Regions from separate parts of the Mus musculus genome. Here regions 1, 2, 3, 5, 6 and 7 are each linked to region 4. A link is a contact called in public HiChIP or PLAC-seq, Micro-C and promoter capture Hi-C data. All regions are on one chromosome and are shown on one strand. Each heading gives the region's core, a stretch centred on a gene start, on an enhancer-like site or on the middle of the called end of the contact. The rest is flanking DNA. Distances are from core to core; before and after follow the strand shown.

Evidence for each region. Promoter capture Hi-C pulls out the DNA fragments that hold promoters and counts their contacts. Hi-C and Micro-C count contacts between places; a contact is called where the count stands out from the background. HiChIP or PLAC-seq counts read pairs in DNA pulled down with a chosen protein or histone mark.
Region 1: a contact with region 4 is called in a promoter capture Hi-C map of hippocampal neurons, with 2.8 times the contacts expected there. The contact joins the promoter of Foxi3 here to the promoter of Rnf103 in region 4. A contact is called at or near these places in 6 of 39 promoter capture datasets (cranial neural crest, embryonic stem cells, hippocampal neurons and 2 more) and 1 of 484 Hi-C or Micro-C datasets (embryonic stem cells).
Region 2: a FOXA1 HiChIP or PLAC-seq map of pancreatic cancer cells shows a contact between it and region 4. The contact joins the promoter of Rnf181 here to the promoter of Rnf103 in region 4. A contact is called at or near these places in 3 of 39 promoter capture datasets (the C10 cell line, liver and pre-B cells) and 2 of 115 datasets of contacts at active chromatin or transcription factors (astrocytes and pancreatic cancer cells).
Region 3: a promoter capture Hi-C map of stem cell-derived epiblast-like cells shows a contact between it and region 4, with 3 times the contacts expected there. The contact joins the promoter of 4933431G14Rik here to the promoter of Rnf103 in region 4. A contact is called at or near these places in 7 of 39 promoter capture datasets (the C10 cell line, embryonic stem cells, fetal liver and 4 more) and 1 of 115 datasets of contacts at active chromatin or transcription factors (microglia).
Region 5: a Micro-C map of embryonic stem cells shows a contact between it and region 4, with 4 times the contacts expected there. The contact joins the promoter of St3gal5 here to the promoter of Rnf103 in region 4. A contact is called at or near these places in 1 of 39 promoter capture datasets (pre-B cells) and 1 of 484 Hi-C or Micro-C datasets (embryonic stem cells).
Region 6: a contact with region 4 is called in a FOXA1 HiChIP or PLAC-seq map of pancreatic cancer cells. The contact joins the promoter of Mat2a here to the promoter of Rnf103 in region 4. A contact is called at or near these places in 1 of 39 promoter capture datasets (neutrophils) and 1 of 115 datasets of contacts at active chromatin or transcription factors (pancreatic cancer cells).
Region 7: an HNF4G HiChIP or PLAC-seq map of pancreatic cancer cells shows a contact between it and region 4. The contact joins the promoter of Vamp5 here to the promoter of Rnf103 in region 4. A contact is called at or near these places in 1 of 39 promoter capture datasets (pre-B cells) and 1 of 115 datasets of contacts at active chromatin or transcription factors (pancreatic cancer cells).

What each region holds. Positions count from the first base shown.
Region 1 is chr6:70,955,256-70,957,955 of GRCm38.p6, forward strand. Foxi3 (forkhead box I3) reads left to right here and starts at 1,351. Exons shown (of 2, transcript NM_001101464.1): 1 at 1,351-1,945. The coding sequence starts at 1,354.
Region 2 is chr6:72,361,008-72,363,707 of GRCm38.p6, forward strand. Rnf181 (ring finger protein 181) reads right to left here and starts at 1,425. Exons shown (of 5, transcript NM_025607.4): 1 at 1,234-1,425; 2 at 405-532; 3 at 110-219. The coding sequence starts at 1,358.
Region 3 is chr6:72,121,793-72,124,492 of GRCm38.p6, forward strand. It overlaps 4933431G14Rik (RIKEN cDNA 4933431G14 gene), which reads right to left and starts at 1,405. Exons shown (of 3, transcript NR_045165.1): 1 at 1,253-1,405; 2 at 1,053-1,154. All of the region lies in intron 1 of St3gal5 (ST3 beta-galactoside alpha-2,3-sialyltransferase 5), which reads left to right.
Region 4 is chr6:71,492,558-71,495,257 of GRCm38.p6, forward strand. It overlaps Rnf103 (ring finger protein 103), which reads left to right and starts at 1,320. Exons shown (of 4, transcript NM_009543.3): 1 at 1,320-2,331. The coding sequence starts at 2,106.
Region 5 is chr6:72,096,336-72,099,035 of GRCm38.p6, forward strand. St3gal5 (ST3 beta-galactoside alpha-2,3-sialyltransferase 5) reads left to right here and starts at 1,273. Exons shown (of 7, transcript NM_001035228.2): 1 at 1,273-1,447. The coding sequence starts at 1,369.
Region 6 is chr6:72,438,259-72,440,958 of GRCm38.p6, forward strand. Mat2a (methionine adenosyltransferase II, alpha) reads right to left here and starts at 1,298. Exons shown (of 9, transcript NM_145569.5): 1 at 1,088-1,298. The coding sequence starts at 1,178. It overlaps Particl (promoter of Mat2a antisense radiation induced circulating long non-coding RNA), which reads left to right and starts at 425. Exons shown (of 1, transcript NR_046011.1): 1 at 425-2,357.
Region 7 is chr6:72,379,036-72,381,735 of GRCm38.p6, forward strand. It overlaps Vamp5 (vesicle-associated membrane protein 5), which reads right to left and starts at 1,433. Exons shown (of 3, transcript NM_016872.4): 1 at 1,346-1,433. The coding sequence starts at 1,348. Gm52494 (a long non-coding RNA gene) reads left to right here and starts at 247. Exons shown (of 3, transcript XR_003956310.1): 1 at 247-738; 2 at 862-1,069.

The DNA of each region.
Region 1 (2,700 bases), core at 101-2,600, 540 kb before region 4:
CTTGTCGACAGACCCGGTCTGGCTTTTGTTTGTTTTCTATTTTGTTTTTTTAAGAGGTAAAAAGTTTAAAGTACAAAACTAAGACAATCATGTACATAAATAAATGTGGGTGCGGGGATTCTTTAGTAATATTCTAAACTGTCAGGCTGTAATCCGAAAATAGAAAAAAAAAGCCACCAATAACTTCGCCGCTTAAAGGAGAACTTTCAGATCTGTTTTTATCAAGAACACCTTTAGAAATATTTTGGATGGTAAAAGAGATAATTTTCTCGCTGTCGTTTTGGGTCGTTGGGTCGACACAGTATTTAGCTAATTGCTCTCCTGATGCTCAGAGAACCCCTTCAAAACTCGGAGAAGCTGAGAATAAAAAGACCCAGGCTATAAGCGCGTCTTGAACTACTTTAAGCTTTCTGCTTTTAAATGTTAATTCCAAAGCCACTTACCTAGCCGTCTTTGCAAATTTACCTTTTGAAAAATAACTGCACACCAAAATTCGGAACAAACCGGGTGAAATGAAATGAACAGTGCTTCCTGATTGTAAACAAACATACGGTTTAACTAGAAAGATGAATCACCACAAAAAGAGACAGTAAAAAAACAAAACAAAACAAAAACTTGAGAACCATTTCACACTTGGCCCAGAGTCGGGAAGAAAGGGTGCCTGTCGGGTTGTCATTCATGCATTCACATCTATTATTTTTGATGGCATGGAGCTGATCGATGGAGACCGAACGTGAGTGCTGTGCTAAATATGAATACTTCGAATGAAAAAAAAAAGTTTTAAAACTTTGGGACTTGTTAGAAAGGGAAGTGGAGGCTAGAGCAAATAAGTAGTCAATCCACTCAAACGGATTCACCAGCTTTTTAGGGACCAGCCGGTCCAGTTGGTGAAGTCTGTCTGTTGTTTCAGTACTCTGCTTTTTAGAGTAGGTTGATCGTACGCGGGCTAAGATGGGAGGATGGAGGGGAGGCGAGAAGGATGGATGACCAGACCGTAGGACAGGAGGGCCGGATAAAGGAAGGACCGATGGACGCTTTTCACCTTGACTCCGGAGCTAGCAGAAAGCAGCGGGGACCAGGCAGGCGGGGCAAAGGAGGCTGCATTCTGCTCCCGGGCACATGGGGCGTGGCGAGGGCGTGGACTGTGGAGCCTTGGTCGCCCAGCCTCCCAGGTATAAGAGACGCGGTACCCCCGCCCTCGGCGAGCTCCTCAGCGCTCCAAGTCGGTAGTCGCAGCGGAGGCCAGGGCGGGCCGTAGGGTTGGTCCGCCAAGGGATGCTCTCTCCGAAGTGCCGTGGCCAGCCCCGCTCTCCCAAAGCCGCTGCCGCTCTGCACCAGCCCTCGGTCGCCGACATGGCCCTGTATTGCGGCGACAACTTCGTATACTCGCAGCCCGCCGCCGCGCCTGGTGCGCCCCCGACCTCCAGGGCACCCTATGGGCTGTCCGACTACGCCGCACCGCCCGCTGCAGCCGCCAACCCCTACCTGTGGCTCAATGGGCCCGGCGTGGGCGGCCCAGCCTCCGCTGCCAGCTACCTAGGGGCCCCGCCGCCGCCTCCCGGAGCTGCGCCCGGACCCTTCCTGCAGCCTCCAGCCGCTCCGGGCACCTTCGCGGGCGCCCAGCGGGGCTTCGCGCAGCCCTCGGCGTCCGCACCCGCCTCGCCCGCCGGCTCGGCAGCCCCTGGCGAGCTGGGCTGGCTGTCGATGGCCAGCCGCGAGGACCTGATGAAGATGGTGCGACCACCCTACTCGTACTCGGCGCTCATCGCTATGGCCATCCAGAGCGCGCCTGAGCGCAAACTCACCCTCAGCCACATTTACCAGTTCGTCGCCGATAACTTCCCTTTCTACCAGCGCAGCAAGGCCGGCTGGCAGAACTCCATCCGCCACAACCTATCACTCAACGACTGCTTTAAGAAGGTGCCCCGCGACGAGGACGACCCAGGTGAGGATGGTTGGGCAGGTGCTTTCCGGCCGCGAAGCCGCGCACTTATAGGTCCTGAGAGCCGGAGCCCAAGATCCGGTCTGTGCGCGACCGTGGGGCCTTCTCATTACTAGAGCGGAGAACATGAGGGGTTAGTCACCCAAACCTGGTCTGGTAGGGATGCAGGAAACATCAGATCTCCACAGAAGACATGGTCCCTCACACTCAGAGCAGAAGCTAGAGGGCTAAACCAAAAAGTCCATACTCTCAAACAGGAGGTCGATTCAAGGAACAGCGTAAGTCACAGGAAGATAGATCGGACAGGGACAGGGACTCTCAGAAGCAGGGTGTTACAAATGATGAAAGAGGACATTGGGCCTCATTTCCTCCTTTGAATTCCTAAGGATCGATCTCCCTTTGTGGGCTAACTGAGGTTTGGGTAAGTTAAGATACGAGCACCCCGAATTGGCTTCCTGCTAGTCTCAATCCTGTACCTTGAGTGAAGAAGACTGCATAGGGCTGGGTTCTGAGTACTCCCTTACCTGGCAGAGGGAGGTGGAAGAGGAGTGAAGCTTACCAAGAAACAGATTCTTGCTTGAGGCTTCTTGAATGAAGCCAGAGCGGTTGTATTGGGGGATGGAACCCAGGGTCTCAGATATGCAAAGGATTAGCTCTACCATTGAATTACACTACTCTGTAGAATTCACTCTGGAGCAGTTTTCTAGTGCTGATGCTGTAAAGTGCAAAGTACATTTAAAAAGTTAATGTGATTAGGC
Region 2 (2,700 bases), core at 175-2,674, 870 kb after region 4:
CTCTCCCTTGATTTCACCCCAGTCCATTACCAAAAAAAAAAAAAAAAAAAAAGCCGCTTAGGAACTGGCGGGAACTGGTGTTGGGGCCGGGAAGGGATGGACCGAGTACCTTACTTAGCCAGGGCAGAATGCAGTTGGAATGGAAGAGATGATGGCAGGGCATCTCAATCACAGTCTCCTCCGCCTCAAATTCCAAAAGGCACACGGGGCACTTGAGATCTTGAAGAGGAAGTGTCGATCAGGAGAGCAGTTAAGGCCCAACCCAACCTCCCACTCAGACACAGGCTTGGCCTAGAACACTAACAGGCCAGATTGTTGGTGGCTAGGGGGAGTCGGCAGGCAGGCAGGTCTGGCTTATCTGCCCTAAACAGAAAAAAAAAACAAAAAAGGCCTTGTGTCCTCACCAGCCTTGGCGCTACTGATGACTGTTCTAGGGAGGCTCTCCACCACAGCCTTGGCAGCTGGTGGGGGAAGGTGGTGTTCCCAATCTACCAATCCCAGGTCCTCAAAGTCCATCCTATTAAAGAGTGATCTGAGGGAGAAAGTATAAATCAGAACTAAGGAAATCATCTAGTTCCGGCCCCCATAATCCACTGGGAAATACCTGTCCTGGCTAAAATAGTAATAATAACGAATAGTGCACAAGAGCTCCTCAGTAGGGTGGGAGCCAGAGGTGGTGGCCCATGCATTTAGTCACAACACTTGGGAGGCTGTGAGTTCGAGGCCAGTCAGGGATACATAGTGAGATTGTCTCTAAGCAAAACACACACACACGAAACAAACCCACCAGCACAGCTCTCAATCAACCCCGGCTCGCTTTTCCCTTTTTCTTTCTACCTCCCAAGTAGTTGGATTAAAGGTGTGCACTATCACTCCAGGCAACTTTCCCATTTTACTAGAAATAGCAGTCTCAAAGAAGTCGTTCAGGAATAAGCCAAAGTTGATTCCAGGACAGCAGTGAGTTTCTCTCCTTGCTTATTACTAGCAAAACACTACCCAGTTTACACACTTGGGCACAGGCCGTGTCCGCCCCCATGACAATCTTGTCCCGTGCCTCCCTTTGCTACACCCACCCTTTCTATCTTCGTCTTTCCCACGATCCCCTGGCGGGCCCTACTCATTAATAGCCCAAATTAACGACTCCGACTCGACTAATCGCGTCGCCCTGACTAACATTATTTACCCCACCTCCCAGGTTAACCCGCCCTCTCCGCCAAACCCCAACCCAGAAACCTGCCGCCCGGGGCCCAGCTCCAAGCCCCGCGCACTCTTCTCGCGAGTTCCAGCAACATATTGTTGCGGGCCTCACGCTCAGGGTTCAACGGCTCGCAGTCGTGCTCATCAAAATAAGACGCCATGGCTCCTGGGCTGCCGGGCTTGTCTGACACAGCTTTAGGTTGCCGCTGGAGAGCCGAATCCAGCGCTGGCCAATAAGCGATCGAATTTCAAGAGGAGAGCCAATCAGAGTGCTCCTGGGGTGGGCATAGTGACTCGCACACAGAGGCGGAAGTACCGATGCAGCCGCCTCTCGTTGGTTGGATAAGTCAGGTGACCAAAGACTAAAGCCAATGGGGTTGGAGAAAGAGGAAATTCCGGGGACTTTTCGGAGCCAGGATCTGAGGGCTCTCGCCGGTTTCTAGAAGTGCCAGTCCAAGCCGGAAGTATCTCTACTGTGTCTCCTTGGCTGAGTTTACCTGCATGTTCCACCTACTCCCTGAAAGGAAAATTCCCACGCATTGATTATGTTTTATGCATAAAAATGGGTGAAGGGCCTGGAGAGATGGCTCAGCGCACCCAAGTTTTAGTCCCAGCACCCACTGGATGGCGCACAACACTATTTCCAGAGGGTCTGATGCTCTGCGGGCACCAGGCAAATAAGTGACAGACAGACAGACATGCAGCAAGACACCCACTCGTATTATAAATAAATAAAGCAATCGATGGTGCATGTCTTTAAGTCTGGCACTCAGGAGGCAGAGCCAGGTGTTTTTCTGTGAGTGGGAGGCCAGCCAAGGCTAAAAAGTTGAGACCTTGTCTCAATCAATAAAAATAAAAATTAAAACAAATAAATATAAACAATAAAAGAAGGAAAATAGACAAAACCATGCATGATTAGGAGTTCAACTTGGGCAGTTTACTGTAATTCCAGCTCCAGGTAATGCCTCTTTGCTCCTCCTCCCCGGTACCTACATTCACCTGACAAAGCACACATAGTTATAAAATAAATTTTTTTGAAATTTTTGAAAAGGGGGGGAGTGACCGCCAGAGGATTGCAAACTTAAGACCAGCGTGGGCTACATAGTAAAATCCTGTCTTTAAAAAAATTCAAAGGAGAGGCATATTCAGGAAAAGAGCATTCCATAAATACCTGATTGTAATTGTCTAGTACTGTAGTGCGGCACCTCAGAGGGGCCTTAGAGTTCATGCTGAGCATCTGCTCTACCACTGACCTGGGTCTCAGAAGTAGCTTGCCCAAAGTGAGTGCTGCTGACCCACCTAGCAGGGCAAAGTGCTATCCCCCCATCTTTCTCAGAAGAGGAAGATGATAATAAACCCAAGGAAGGTAACAAGTGCTTAGAGCTCTCAAGGTGGCATACACCCATCGTCTCAGAATTTAAGAGGCCACTGGGCTTTTAGGGAAACACTGCCTCTAACAAACAAACAAACAAACAAACAGTATTGTCTTAAGCCCTGTATGTT
Region 3 (2,700 bases), core at 155-2,654, 630 kb after region 4:
CTTAGGTGGTTCTTATCTGGAGTCCTTTTGACCTGTGGGAGGTGGATTCAAGTCTTAGGACTCAGACTCCCTGAGCTTACAGGATTTTTTAGTCTACTTAAAGAGAGAAAAGTTTTAGATATATAAGCATTGTCACTGTGTGTAATCTGTAGTGATCTACATTGTGGGAAAAGCAGCAAGCAGGTGTCTGTAAGACAGCTGGAGTAGAATCCCACCTTTGAATCAGCAAAAGCTATGGCTTCAGGTTAAAAAAGATGAACATTTATTTCTCCTCTGTCCAGTGGGATGGACATATAGATTTGACAGAGACAATTTTAGCCAGTGAGAAGCACCGTTAAGTCTATACTTAGAAGACAACCAAATAAAATTTAAACTCTTTTCCTTGTGACTATAATAACAATCAGTGCTCTACCATCTGTCAGAATTCCACTGATCAGTGTTAAAACTCTGAACTTTTGAAATCTTAGTATAACAAGAACAGAGAGGTAAAGAAATATGAAACTCCCATTTTTCATATACCTTAAATCATTCTCTTAAACCTTTACAACGAACGCCATAAGTCACTTTCTTAGATCCTCTGAACTTAAGCCTTCACGTTCTCAGACCTCTCTGCACCTTAGAACACTATCTTAGACCCTCAGAACTTACATAGACTTTAAACCGTTTATCCATCTAGTCATTTACTAGAGGCACAAATGGTTTTTGCTGAGAGCAGCCATTGCAAAGCAAGTGCTTTGAGTAAAAGAACAGTAAATAGCTACATCAGAAACCTGTTTGTCCTTTAATATGAAGCCTGTTGGCAAGGAAACCCCATCTACCTTTCTCAACTGGAGACTTAGTAGCTTTAGAAACAGCAAGGCCTAGTTTTTACATATGATGTGAACTATCTAGGCAGCTGCAGCCTTGCAGGGAGGAGCCCGTTGCCTGCTGCCGTTAAACTGACAGAGCTACAGTTAGCCTAGCCATCAATGCCAGCAGAGATCCGAGAAGGATACATTGTAGCAGAAAGTATCCAAATGGCTTATGTTCTGATTAAAATGACAGAGACTTACTCATTATCGAGATGATCACCCTAGGCTCTGTGGCTACGATGGCTTGGGGGGAGGTGGAGGTCTCAGGCCAGCATTGGTCTTCAGTCACCAGGCCCAGAAGATCTGAGAGAATTTTATGTGGAGGACAGGTGAGGAACTTTGTGGGGACTGACCTTACCCTGTGGTTCTTTCAATGGACTTGAGTTCTGTTCCCAACTGACCTTACTTTGACCAGGCAAGAGTACAGCAATCAACTCAACAGTGGCCGGGTTTGATGGCAGACGAGGCATGAGGCAGTTATGCCCAGTGGTTAAGGTTACCAGAATCCAGATGAAGGTGTCATGTTTAGAAGCCTTCATCTGGCTTCTACTACTAGGAGCTGGGGTCTCTGTCATGGTAAGCTCTTTTACATTAAACATTCTAAATTCCAAATTCAGCAGACCTTTAGAAAGTCTTAAGGACCAATATCTATTAAGTATATACAAAGTAATAAACTTTGCTTGCTTTTAGTTACTTGCTTTAGGCTTAACCTTGAAAAGTAAATAGCCAGGGGGTGCCGCCTTTAATCCCGGCACTCGGGAGACAGAGGCAGGCAGATTTCTGAGTTCCAGGACAGCCAGGGCTATACAGAGAAACCTGTCTCAAAAAACCAAAAAACCAAAAAACAAAAAAAAAAGTAAATAAAGCTTATTTCTATAATTAATGATATTAGCACTCAGCATGACTACAAGTGAGGTTCTGAACACATTATGGAATTTGATCATTTACTCTGTGACTGTTAACTTGCATGTCTTAACTATGGCTTAGCAGCTTTTATAAGACTAGGATTTTACAGCTTTATTTTTGTGAAGTTTGAATTAAAAAAAAACAATCATTTCTGAAGGAACTGAAGCTCTTTGGTATCAAAATAAAACTGTAACTCATAAACACAGTCCACATAGATACTGGGAACTTTGCTGAGCCTTTTACAGTGTACCACTATAGAATATTAGTTTCTTATATTACTCAGATTATCACAATAGCTAAAGCCTAACGAAGTTAGCCAAGACGAGGAAGGGAGACATACATTCCCAAGCCAGCCTCTTCCAGCCTGAGCCGGCCTTAGGTAAGGAGAGACATCCATCCAGTTCTTAGTCAGATTCTTCAGGTCGTTGTCTTGTTGCTCCAAAAGAGAGGAATACTTAAGGTTTTGGTGTTTAGCGTTTGGTGCTCATAGCTGTGGCCCTAATTTTTTAGCCTCTTATCTATTTTTTAAGGCCAGATATTAATAATATAAAACATTCTATAAATTTAAAGTATCCCATAGCCTTATACATTTAAATATTTTAAAAGCTGTTCTTTTAAAAATATCCACTTTTCTAATTTTAAAATATCTGTAAAACTCCAAAATTTTCTCTTAAAGAAGCTTTAAAATCTCTCAATTGTGTGCTCCTATAACAGTAAATAATAATAATAATAATAACAAAGTACCTTTTTTTATTTGAAGAGGGGGAAAAACCCAGAGCAAAACCATAATCTGAACAAGACAAAGCCGAGCTCCAACAGTACCGACAACTCAGTGCTCAGTACCTGGGATTCACTCACCGTCCTCTGGGATTCCCAGTGGGGCCTGGGTCACCTCTGTGGCCCTGTCCTCAGCATTATACCCAGCCTGCCTTCCAGGTGCCAG
Region 4 (2,700 bases), core at 70-2,569:
TCACACTCTCTCCCTAAAAATTTCACCCCTGGTTTAGGGTTGTTCATGCTTTTCCTTGCTGGCTAACATTTCACCTGGAATTCCTACTTGTTTTCCTGATCAAGAAGACTCACACACACGCACACATGCACACACACGCGCGTACACACACACACACACACACACACACACACACAGAAACAGAGAGAGAGAGACAGAGTGGGGGAGAAAGACAGAGAGAGGGAGAAAGACAGAGAGAGAGAGAGAGAGAGAGAGAGAGAGAGAGAGAGAGAGAGAACATGACCCTGCTAGAGTTAAATAAACACGGAACCAGGTACCATACGCTTGCCTGTCAAACTCATTTTATATGAGTTCTTCTGGCTGGCTAAAACACACAGACCTTTGCACCTGGACCTAACCACACCTAACAACTTTTGTCCTGACAACTCAGACCTTCATTGTCTACTTTTTAACCCTCTAGGAGACTAGCCACAACTGGATCACATACTAAAATTCTTTTTGGCCATACCTCCTCCAACACACATGTGAAAATCGCATTCTAAAGCAAAGGTAGAAAAACATCTGTTTTCAGAGTTTCACCTCAAGCACCTCAAGCCAGCTGTGCCACCCCTCCCCCCCACCCCACCCCGAACAAAAAACTAAACAAAAGAAAAACCCAAAAGCATCCGCGGTTGACAGGGACTGGACTTAAAACACAGATTCTGATTTTTACAGATCTTGATGATTTGGGTGGGTGTGGTGGTGCACGGTTTTTTTTTTTTTTTTTTTTTTTTTTTTGGGTTTTCGAGACAGGGTTTCTCTGTGTAGCCCTGGCTGTCCTGGAACTCACTCTGTAGACCAAGCTGGCCTCGAACTCAGAAATCCGCCTGCCTCTGCCTCCCGAGTGCTGGGATTAAAGGCGTGCGCCACCACGCCCGGCGGTGCACGGTTTTAATCCCAGCACTTCCATGCCTGGCAGGCAATCTCTGAATTCTGAGGCCCGCTTGGTGTTCAGAGCGGTTCCAGGCGGGCCAGGACTATTTAATAAGGCAGTGTCTCAAAACAAAACAAAAACCACAAACAAAAACGAACATCTTTTAGCAGCCTTTATTTTTCACGCTCAGCACAAAGGTGCACAGTGTCGCAGGGTCCAATGTCCAATCCTGGGACTGAAATCAGTGACTAAACATCAGCGCATCAGAGGGCTGGGACCGCGAGAGCACAGTAACTCGGAAGGTTTACCCAGCCCAGCCTCCCGCAGCCCCTCTCTCCCCTTGCACCCCGCGGCTTCTAACCCCGCCCCTGCCGAGACCCCGCCCCGATGCCGACGTCAGTTGTTATGTCTTGACTGGGGCCGCGGCTACAGCGGGTCCAGTGCTCTGGGGGCGACGGCCGCGGCCTGCAGAGGCGGCAGGGACGGTGGCCGCGGTTGGCGCGGCGCGTCCGCACGGGGCTGGGCACCGCGCGGCTACGCAGCTGACAGGAAGCCGCCCGGGAGAGCCGCGTTGGGGCCTAGCGTTATTTGCTTTTTCCTCTTTTTTTCCTCCCTTCACGACTGTCGTCTCGCGCTCCTCCTCAGCGGGAGCCGCCGCGACGCCCCCTCGCGGGCCGCGGGGCCTGATAGGCGCCGCCCGCGGGAACCTGGAGCTGCCGCCAGGCCTGGGCGGCCGCCGGGGCCTGAAGCCTGGGCGTTCGGCGCGGCGCTGCGGCGGTCACTCCAACCCGCGCTGGGCGCGCCGGGCCCCGGGCCTGGCCCAGCCGAGTACCGCGCCCTCTGGACCACTCAGTCCGGCCCCAACCGCCCTCCGCTGGCCCGCAGTCCCTCGGAGCTGCCTCCCGGTCACCCCAGGTGGGCTCTTGCCCTCTTCCAGCCGTCCGCAGCTCGATGGGTGGGGTGCGTTTGAACGTCCCCCCTTCTCCCTTTCTCAGCTCCTGACCGCAAGGCCAGAGCCGGGGCTCTCAGTCGCACGCACGCCGCGATCCACCTGCCTCCCCGCGGGGATGGCCCGCCGGTGACCGCCGCGCGCCCTCGCTGCCCTCGCCCAGGCTGCGCTCTGTCGCCCCGCACTCGATCCCCTTCCCTTGTCCACGGCGTCCCGGCTCCTGGCGACGCCAAGAGGGCGAAGATGTGGCTGAAGCTGTTTTTCTTGCTCCTGTATTTCCTGGTCCTGTTCGTCCTGGCCAGGTTTTTTGAGGCCATTGTGTGGTACGAGACTGGCATCTTTGCTACTCAGCTGGTGGATCCGGTGGCATTGAGCTTCAAGAAGCTGAAGACCATTCTGGAGTGTCGAGGGCTGGGCTACTCCGGGCTGCCGGAGAAGAAAGATGTTCGGGAGCTGGTGGAGAAGTCAGGCAAGTGCTGGGCTCCTGGAGGTCGCCTCCACTGTCCTGGCTCTTACCCACTCCCCAGAATTAGGCGGTCCCCAGAATGGTTAAACAGACTGCTCCAGAGAGCTGCCCAGGTCATCTTTGTCTACGTTTTCTAAATAAATATGTAAATCTCGGTTTGGAAAAGACAACTGTTAGGTGTATTGGTGTGTTCCAAAGGCTCTTTGGAAATGACAGTTTGAAAGTGTAGCTTTAAAAAAAAATCATTAAATTGAATCATTTGTCCCAGAATTCAGGAACGTCAGTTGAAATTGATTATAGAGAAAGGAAAAATTACAAAACATAGTCTGTAAATAGCAGCATCTGCATCCACAATAAAAACAAGCTACCAGG
Region 5 (2,700 bases), core at 23-2,522, 600 kb after region 4:
TCAGCTGATACACAGATCTAGCACGGGACCTTGAGCAGACCCAAAAAGGAGTTTGCTATGCAGTCACCAAGAAAACTGGAGCTGTTATCTTGGAAAGCGTGCCTCCTGACTATCAGAATGCCCCTTTGTGGTTAAATGTTCTTGAGGTCGAAGGCAAGCTATTCCAATATAACAAAGACTATGGCACTAGGGGATTTCCCACACACACATGCAGTAACAAAGGGTCTGCATCCTCAGAAGAACTTGGCTACATTATATCATTTACTCTGCGCTTTGGATCCCTTTCTTGTCGGCTTTTCTAGAAGATCATGGGGAAAAATATCCTAAAAGGGAGATCCAGTCCGGTTTTAGGCCTTTTTAATGCACCAATTTTGGGATTTATTAAATGTGTTTTTAAAAATCGTATGGCATTTCCTTTCCAAAATAAGGTGTGAGAGGCCAGGGCCTCTCTAGCTTTCAGACAAATAAGATTTGAGCGCTCCAAGCCCAGGTTCTGTTCCTGCTTCGGCCTCCAAATGACTTCAAAGCTACTCACCCTCAGTCCCACACAGACCTCAGTTCCTTCTCCTGTTAAAACAAGTTGGTTGGCTTTGGTAACTAGCACAGTAACAACCGTGTAGCCTAATCGTTCTCAACCTTCCTAATGCTGCGACCCTTTAATACACTTCCTCAAGTTGTGGTGGTAACCCCTGACCATAAAAAGTATTTTCGTTGATACTTCATAACTGTAATTCCACTACTGTTGTGAATCGTAAATGTAAATAAACGTGTCTTCCATTGGTATTAGGCGACCCCCAGGTTGAGAACCGCTGATTTAGCTTGTCCTGGTATTTGTCTCTTGGGTCTCAGGAACCCAGGACCAGTAATTACCTGAAGACCAGTGGGCAGCTGGCGAATAAAGCACGTGACTACGTCAAGCCCCTTAGTTCCCCAGCTCCGACTCCTAATTGGATGCTCAGTCAAAGCCTTTAACCGGTCCAGAGCCACCTTAGGTTCTCCGGAACGCCTTCCACTATCTAATCACGCGCAAGCCTGGGGAGAGTTGAAGAGATCCCCGAGCGCGGGGCACCCTCATCCTAGGCTGCCTGGCGCCCCACCTACTTCTCGGCTGGAGTTGTCCCGCTCCCCCTCGCACTAGCAGTCGGAGGGGGCGGGGGGACAGTCCGCTCGCAGGCGGGGCCTCGGCGCACTCTGATTGGTCTCCCTTATCCTCGTGACGCGCGACCCCGCCCCCGCCTACCCCCACCCCCCTCAGCATCCGCGCGGGGGAGCGGACTGTCCGGGGCTGAATTGGCGCGAGCGCGGCGCCGGGGGCTGGCTGGGGCGCGGGGCCCCGGGCTGGCGGCTTGCCAGCGCTCCCTCCCTAGCATGCACACAGAGGCGGTGGGCGGCGCGGCGCGGAGGCCCCAGAAGCTGCGAAGCCAAGCAGCGGCACCTGCCTGCCGAGGTACGTGGCGCAGCCCCCAGTCGGCAGAGCGGACACCGGGGAGCCCAGATAGCGGCGATCCGCCTTTGCGATACCCCAGGCCCAGCGGCTCCTCCCCAGCCCTGCGACGCCGGACGCGCCTGCTAGGGGACACGGGCGGAGGGTCGCGGCCCCTGGCTGCCTACATGGGCGCCCCCGGCGCAGCCTGCGCAGGTGTGGACGCGGCGCTGCGGGTAAGGATGACCTGCCCCGCGTGGCAGGTCCAGCCAGAGTGGCCCTCTTCACGTCGCTTGGTTCTGGGATTTTAATTCATTGCTGGAACCTTCTGAGCCGGCAGAGTCGAATAGACTCAGTGTCTCCCTTGACTGCTTTGGGGAACCTTGTACAGGGTAACTAGTGGCGCCTGAACCCTCCTGGTGCATCCATGTGGGTAGACGTGCAGTGTGAAAGTGGGTAGCTTTCTGCTGGCAGAAATTCACTGGTGACCTTCCCTGCCCCCTCTCTGCGGCCAGTCCTGCGGAGGAGACACATTGGGAGACCGTTTTGGTTTCTTGGAAATTTTAAGCTGTGTCCTGACGAGGGGACGCGTTCTTTGTGCGCTGTTTTATTTGTTTGTTTTGCGGAGAGGGTGTTAGAGAACAATTGGTAGGACCCCAGTAAATGAAAGCTCTTGTCCCTACTGCACATCAGCTGGATGACCTTGGCAGACACTGATATCCTCCTGTGGGGAGCTTGCTCTCCAGGTCTGTACTGGAAGACTTAACTTGCTGTTGGCTTGGGTCTCTTCCACAATGAGTTTGTGGTTTTAACCATTTAGAATAAATATGTCAATTGGCGAGAACTCTGTAGAATCACTAGCTGACTTGGAAATGAAATTTTTATACCTTTCCCCCCAGTAATTCAGTCTTAATTCACATATATGAATTTTGCCTTTGCAAAATTAGGTGTAAATGTAAGTAGATGTACTTAAAAGGAGGAAGAGGCATTTTTATGTGTTGTGCTTTTTCTGGGACCGATGGGTTTCAGGTTCCTTCAGCCAAGAGCTGTGCTGGGTTTTAGACTTACAAAGGAAGGAGACTCACACTCATCTCTGCCCTCTGGTGTCTAGCCAAGCCTTCCCTTGGTTTATGACTGTAAATCCTCTTCTACCTGCAGCCCTACGCAAATGCTGGGCCTGAGAAGAGGGATTTGTCTGCTGAAAGAAAGGACCAGAAAAGTAGGTTTTGGTTTCTTTTGTGTAATTCCATATCCTGACAGCTCAGAATGGTTTCTCA
Region 6 (2,700 bases), core at 48-2,547, 950 kb after region 4:
CTGTGCTTGGCTCTATGTTCCTTGATTTTTGTTACTACCCCAAAATGTGTATTGCAGCCACAGAACCTTAAGATGGAATCTAATGGCTGTACTAAGGAGTGATTCAATAGATATGGAGATACTCCTTTCCTTGAGGGGAGTGTGGGAGGAGCCACAGCAACACTTGTCTTTCAACCATCACTCATCAAGATGCTCCTCACAAGCCATGTAATAATATTGCTGTGGACCCCCTGCGAACGGAAACAGCTCAAACTGAATATTAGTATTTACTAAATGGTTATGTTCCATCTGAAACCCAAAGTCCATATAATAGATTCATTATAACCGATCTCATCATGGCGGTTCAGTGGACAAAGCCTTAAGGAAACATGAAATAAATCCTCCTTTAGTTGTAGGAAAAAGACCAAAGGGAAGACTTTAAAACGAAACCTAACGCGATGGGAGTATACACTTAATTCATGCACTTCATCCTTTTCAAGCACACTCTAAATAAGGGATGCCTTCTCTAATTCGCGCTATATTTAGTCAGTGGCAGTCTGTCACCTTGAAGGCTAAAGGGCATGTCTACCCATGCTCTTAAGCGTTTTCCAGGGGCCGGAAGTCAGGGATATTAGAGATGGGACCTTCGGAGACACCAGCCCCCACTTCCAAACTAGGGGTCGGGTGGGTAGAGGCCGCCAGCTCCGCTTCGCCCCAATTCCACATGCGGCGAACACGTGGTAGCCGCTGCAATGCGGGGCGCGCGCTCCCGGCGGCCGGACGCGAGCACGCGGGGCGGGGTCGCCCACTTGAGGTTTTTCCAGGCGACGGGACTAAAGAGGAGGAAGCAGTGCCCTCCCCGCGCCGATCTCAAAACTGCCTCGAGCCCCCGCCCTTCTCGATTTCTGGAACCTTCCGCATGCCGGGGCGCGCCGCCGGATGAGGAGCGGAGAAAGGGGGAGGGGAGCGGGGCCGCACATTGCAAACTCGCGGCGCCACGAGGGAAGCGCGCGGCCGCTGCCATGCCCACCGCCGCCGGAGACGGCCTCGACCACCCCCAGCGCCACTGCCCTCCGCCCTTCCCTCCTCCGAGTCCCCGTCGGCTCACCTGGGTGACCTTCCCCTACAGACTCGGAAGTGAAGAGGAACGTCCCCTCCTCAATGAACGCCTCGTGGAAGCCGTTGAGCTGCCCGTTCATGGCGGCGGCGGTGAGAGAGGGCGACTCTGAGGAGACTGAGAGGCGGCGAGGCGGAGGGCTGCGGAAGACACAGAGGGAGGATCGCTTCAGCTCTCGGCAGGCTGGAGACTCGGAGCGAACGGAGCGGCGGGCGAAGCGGCCCAGTATTTATAGAGCAGGGGGTCGCGCGCGCCCGGCTCGGGCTCCGCCCCTCGGCGTCGCGCGCCAATGCGCCGCGGGCGGGCGGATGGGGGTTGGCAGGGAGGTCCGCCGAGCCGAGCTCCGGCTGAACCATTCTACCGATGGGGGGGGCGAGCAGAGCTAACCGGGCCTCCTGCCAGTAGTTAGTCATCTTGATGGCGTGGGTTAAATGGAGATGTAAGTGAGTAGACTTGGGGTTTACGCCCATCCCCACGTTGATTGCTGGAGAAGAGAGGATTTGGATTTGAAGGACGGCCTCCCCTGTACGAGGGTATGGTACATCCCTCCGACCGTTGCCCACGGAGGTCTGCCGGCGCGCGCGCCTCCCAGCGGCGGCCGTGGCGGTGGCGGCCGTTTTGTGCTGTGGCTCTCGCCGAGGGTCTTTCCTGCCACCACCACCCTCCATTCGCCACCTCGTGCACCAGCGCCGGGTGGCCCTCTGCCATGTGAAGGTGGCCATGTTGACTGGCCAGCGGAGGCTAATAGGCACTGCCCTTATCCATCCTACACGGTTCCCTCCGGGGAACGAGAGATTGTGAGGGGTTCTAGCCCTACCGTTAGTCATGCCTCGAGTAACTGCTCTGGGGAAAATGGCTGTAAAGCCAACTAGCAGGAATGCTGTATTGTTTTTCCGAACAATTGCCACTTGCCGGCGGCCTCCCCTCCCCCCTCGCCGAGCCTCGTGGACCCCCGTAGTCTGAGACGGTACTAGATTCTTTTCTATCCTAAATCTGACTTTGCATGGCTTGGTTTTCCATGCTTCCTAGGAAGAAATGGACGTTCCAATCTGTTCGAGAGAATATGAATGCTTCTTTCGTGTGTGTAGGGGAGGGCGCTATTCAAGCCTTCAAATGTGCTTCAGATGAGCTTGTCAAGGTCAAATGGCCTCGATTTTATGACACTTTCTCTTTTAAACTTTTGCAGTTGTCTCAGTTTTGCTCATGAAATGAATTAACAGACGGGGAAAAAAAGGGAAATAAAACTCCATACAGACAAAGAGTGGAGTCTGGAGCTAATTGCATGCAGAGACCCTCTATGAGGCCAGTGTCACACAACTGTTGGGTCCAGTCTTAGGGCAGGCCAGGAGCCTGGTGGCTTTTGAGAACCAGTGTTTGTCAAGAACATCGGGTTTTATGATGCTAGGGAACAGCCTGCTCCTAGCATAAGATGCACTTGACTGTGAGGCTGAATGACAACCTCCGGCTGCCAGCTGCCTTGCCTCAGAAAATTAGGTACACTATGAAAAGCAAGGGGCATTTCCCTCTAGGGTGTGTGCCAGTGCAAAGGTGGGAGTTTGAGAAAGGCACTGTGGGAAACAAAGGAAGCTCTTAGACTGTGCTAT
Region 7 (2,700 bases), core at 183-2,682, 890 kb after region 4:
GCCCAGACACGTGAACAAGCGTGCATACCACACATGCAAAAAAATATTGCTCATTTCCATCTCTCATTTTCATCTCCTCCATCACTGTTTTGTGCTATTCCAATGGCAAAAAAGAATTTTTTTCTTAAATCATTTTGACTGAATGAGTCCCAGTGAAGAAAAGGGAAAGGAAAGGGAAATCAGTTGGGGGTGGGGGTATATATGGTAGTCAGAGGGATGGGATGCAGGAGGAAAGAGCTGGAGACAGAAAGGGGGACAAGGGAAGAAGAGATAGATGATGGAGCTGGAGACAGGCTGAAGGGATAAAATTAATGCATCCCCCAGACTCTGAACCCCCAAGGTTCTCCTGAACAGCCAGATAACCTAACCTGGCGCAGCCTTCTTTTCAGAACTTCTCCTCAAGAGCTGAGAGCCAGTTGAAAGACCATCTCTGCCCTGTACTCTCGGAAGTGGGCTCTCAGCTCCAGCCCATTCTCAGAGCCTCCCTCGGTTTCCTGGTGTGGCCTCAAAGCTTAGGGCTACCTTCCTGCCACACTTCCCTTTCCTGCCTCCAGTTCCCTAGAGATGAGGCCATCCAGGCATTGCCACCCCTAGCCAGGCCACATCCATCCCATCTTAGAGTACTAAACTTGCTTCCAGTCTGGCCACCTTCCCAGGAGCCCTGGAAGGTGGGATCCAGGCATCAGTGGTCCCTGACACTTTTGTCTTGGAAATGGCAAGTCTGCAGCAGGAGTGAATGTAGGTGACTCAACTCATGATTATGTTACTAGGTAGAGGTTAGGAAAGAGTCAGCAGGCTGGGTCACAGGGATAACTTCATGGAACTTTTATAGTAAACAACTTATTTTCTCTTTTCCCCCAGGGAAGTGTTTATCTGTCAGCACGTCAGCACGGGGCCTCTACCAGGCATCTGCTCAGGTTTCCAACCCTTGGGCCAGCTCTGGCTCCTCTTAGCCTGGGGAAGAGCTGGAGAGGTCATCGCATTACCTACCACTTCTCAGCAAAGGGTTCTGAGTGCCTGGCAGCAGCGACCATAAACATCTTCTTTAACCTCTCAAGGACCCACCAAGGTAAGTATTGCTGCCCCTACTTCACTGCGCGGAAAAGGAGGCTCGTGGAGGTTAAGTAACTTGCCCGGTATTGCCGGGAGCTGATAACTGCTCCAGGAGCGTGGGAAGCTGTAGCACCGCTCACTCTGCCCCGACGGGGCGCACTCCGAAGTCTCCCTCCCCGGTTGCCTGCAAAGTTGGGGACTAGTCCGTGCGACCAGCGTGACCTATGCCCCTGGGGTTCAGAATCCTGCTTTTTGCCCCTGCACAATCGCCCTCTGCCCCTGCCCGTCTCACCATTGCCTCCGCAGCCGCCGCCGCTGCCTGCTCGCCGGCTCCGATTCCTCTGCCCCGAGCGGCCTCAGTGCCCGCGGCCCGGGAGGAAGCCGTGGGGCGGGGCGGGCCCGCAGCCCAAGAGGGAGGGGGGCGCGCCTTCTCAGAGGTGCCCGTCCCGGGCAAACCGAAAGCGGTGACAGGACCCGTGGGGCGCCTCCTACCGGGCCACAGGCGTCCGATTTCCGATGACACCCCAGCCTGGTGAATTGGGGACCGATGTCTCTTGGATCTGGGGCTGCATCAGGAGTTAGCCCAGGAGGCGTCATTCCGTCATGCAAAAAGCATCTGTGGGAGCTATGTGCTGGAGCTGACATGAACAAGCCAGAAGTATTTGCCACCTTGGTGAGTGCGTCTCACCCGAAATTAAAAACACACCAACCACTCCAAAGTTCTGATTATTTACAGACGGAACAGGCAGTATTCTGAATACATTGTATGTCACCGAGTTATACCCTTAAAAATGGTAAGCTAGGGCTGGTGAGATGGCTCAGTGGGTAAGAGCACCCGACTGCTCTTCCGAAGGTCCGGAGTTCAAATCCCAGCAACCACATGGTGGCTCACAACCATCTGTAACAAGATCTGACGCCCTCTTCTGGAGTGTCTGAAGACAGCTACAGTGTACTTACATATAATAAATAAATAAATCTTTTTAAAAAATGGACTCGCGTTGTGGAAAGAACCAACTCCTGCAAGTTGGCCTCTGATCTCCATACATTGGGGGAGGAAGATTTTTAAAATGCTAAAGTGTTGCAGACATTTCTGTGAGCTAAAAGTCTCAATGGTGTGTGGATGGATCTCAAGTTTTGAACCAACAAGAGGCAGAAGAGGCAAAGGAGAAGATGGGAGCCAGCTTCCAAAGTGGTACTCAAGCAGAGACCATCTCTTTTGGATAAGAATAAAATACAAACTACACAGACTGTCTTGAAGAGTTTCACAGCATGAGTTTAGGACAGAGTTGCAAGCTGCTGCAAGGAAAACAAACAGGTGTTGCCCAGCCTGAGAACACACACTTTCTCTTAGATTCCTGGTGTGGGCCTTGCGGGATGGTCCTCTAACAGGTGAGGAAGATGGAGTTCTTGACGAAGAGAGATGCCGAGGAAACTGCGGCTTTTCTTGCAGAACTGGGAACTGAGAAGTCCTTTCCTTAATCTCATTGGCCCGTCCCAGCCTCAGGCCAACTTCAAGGTTAAAATGAGGTTGTTTGTAAAGAACTGTGCAAAAGGTGCAGAAAGCCTGAAGACTTGTAAAGGATACGCTGTGCTCTGAATTCCACAAAAAGCTCACGGAGGAATATATTAAGTGGTGCTGTTTTATGT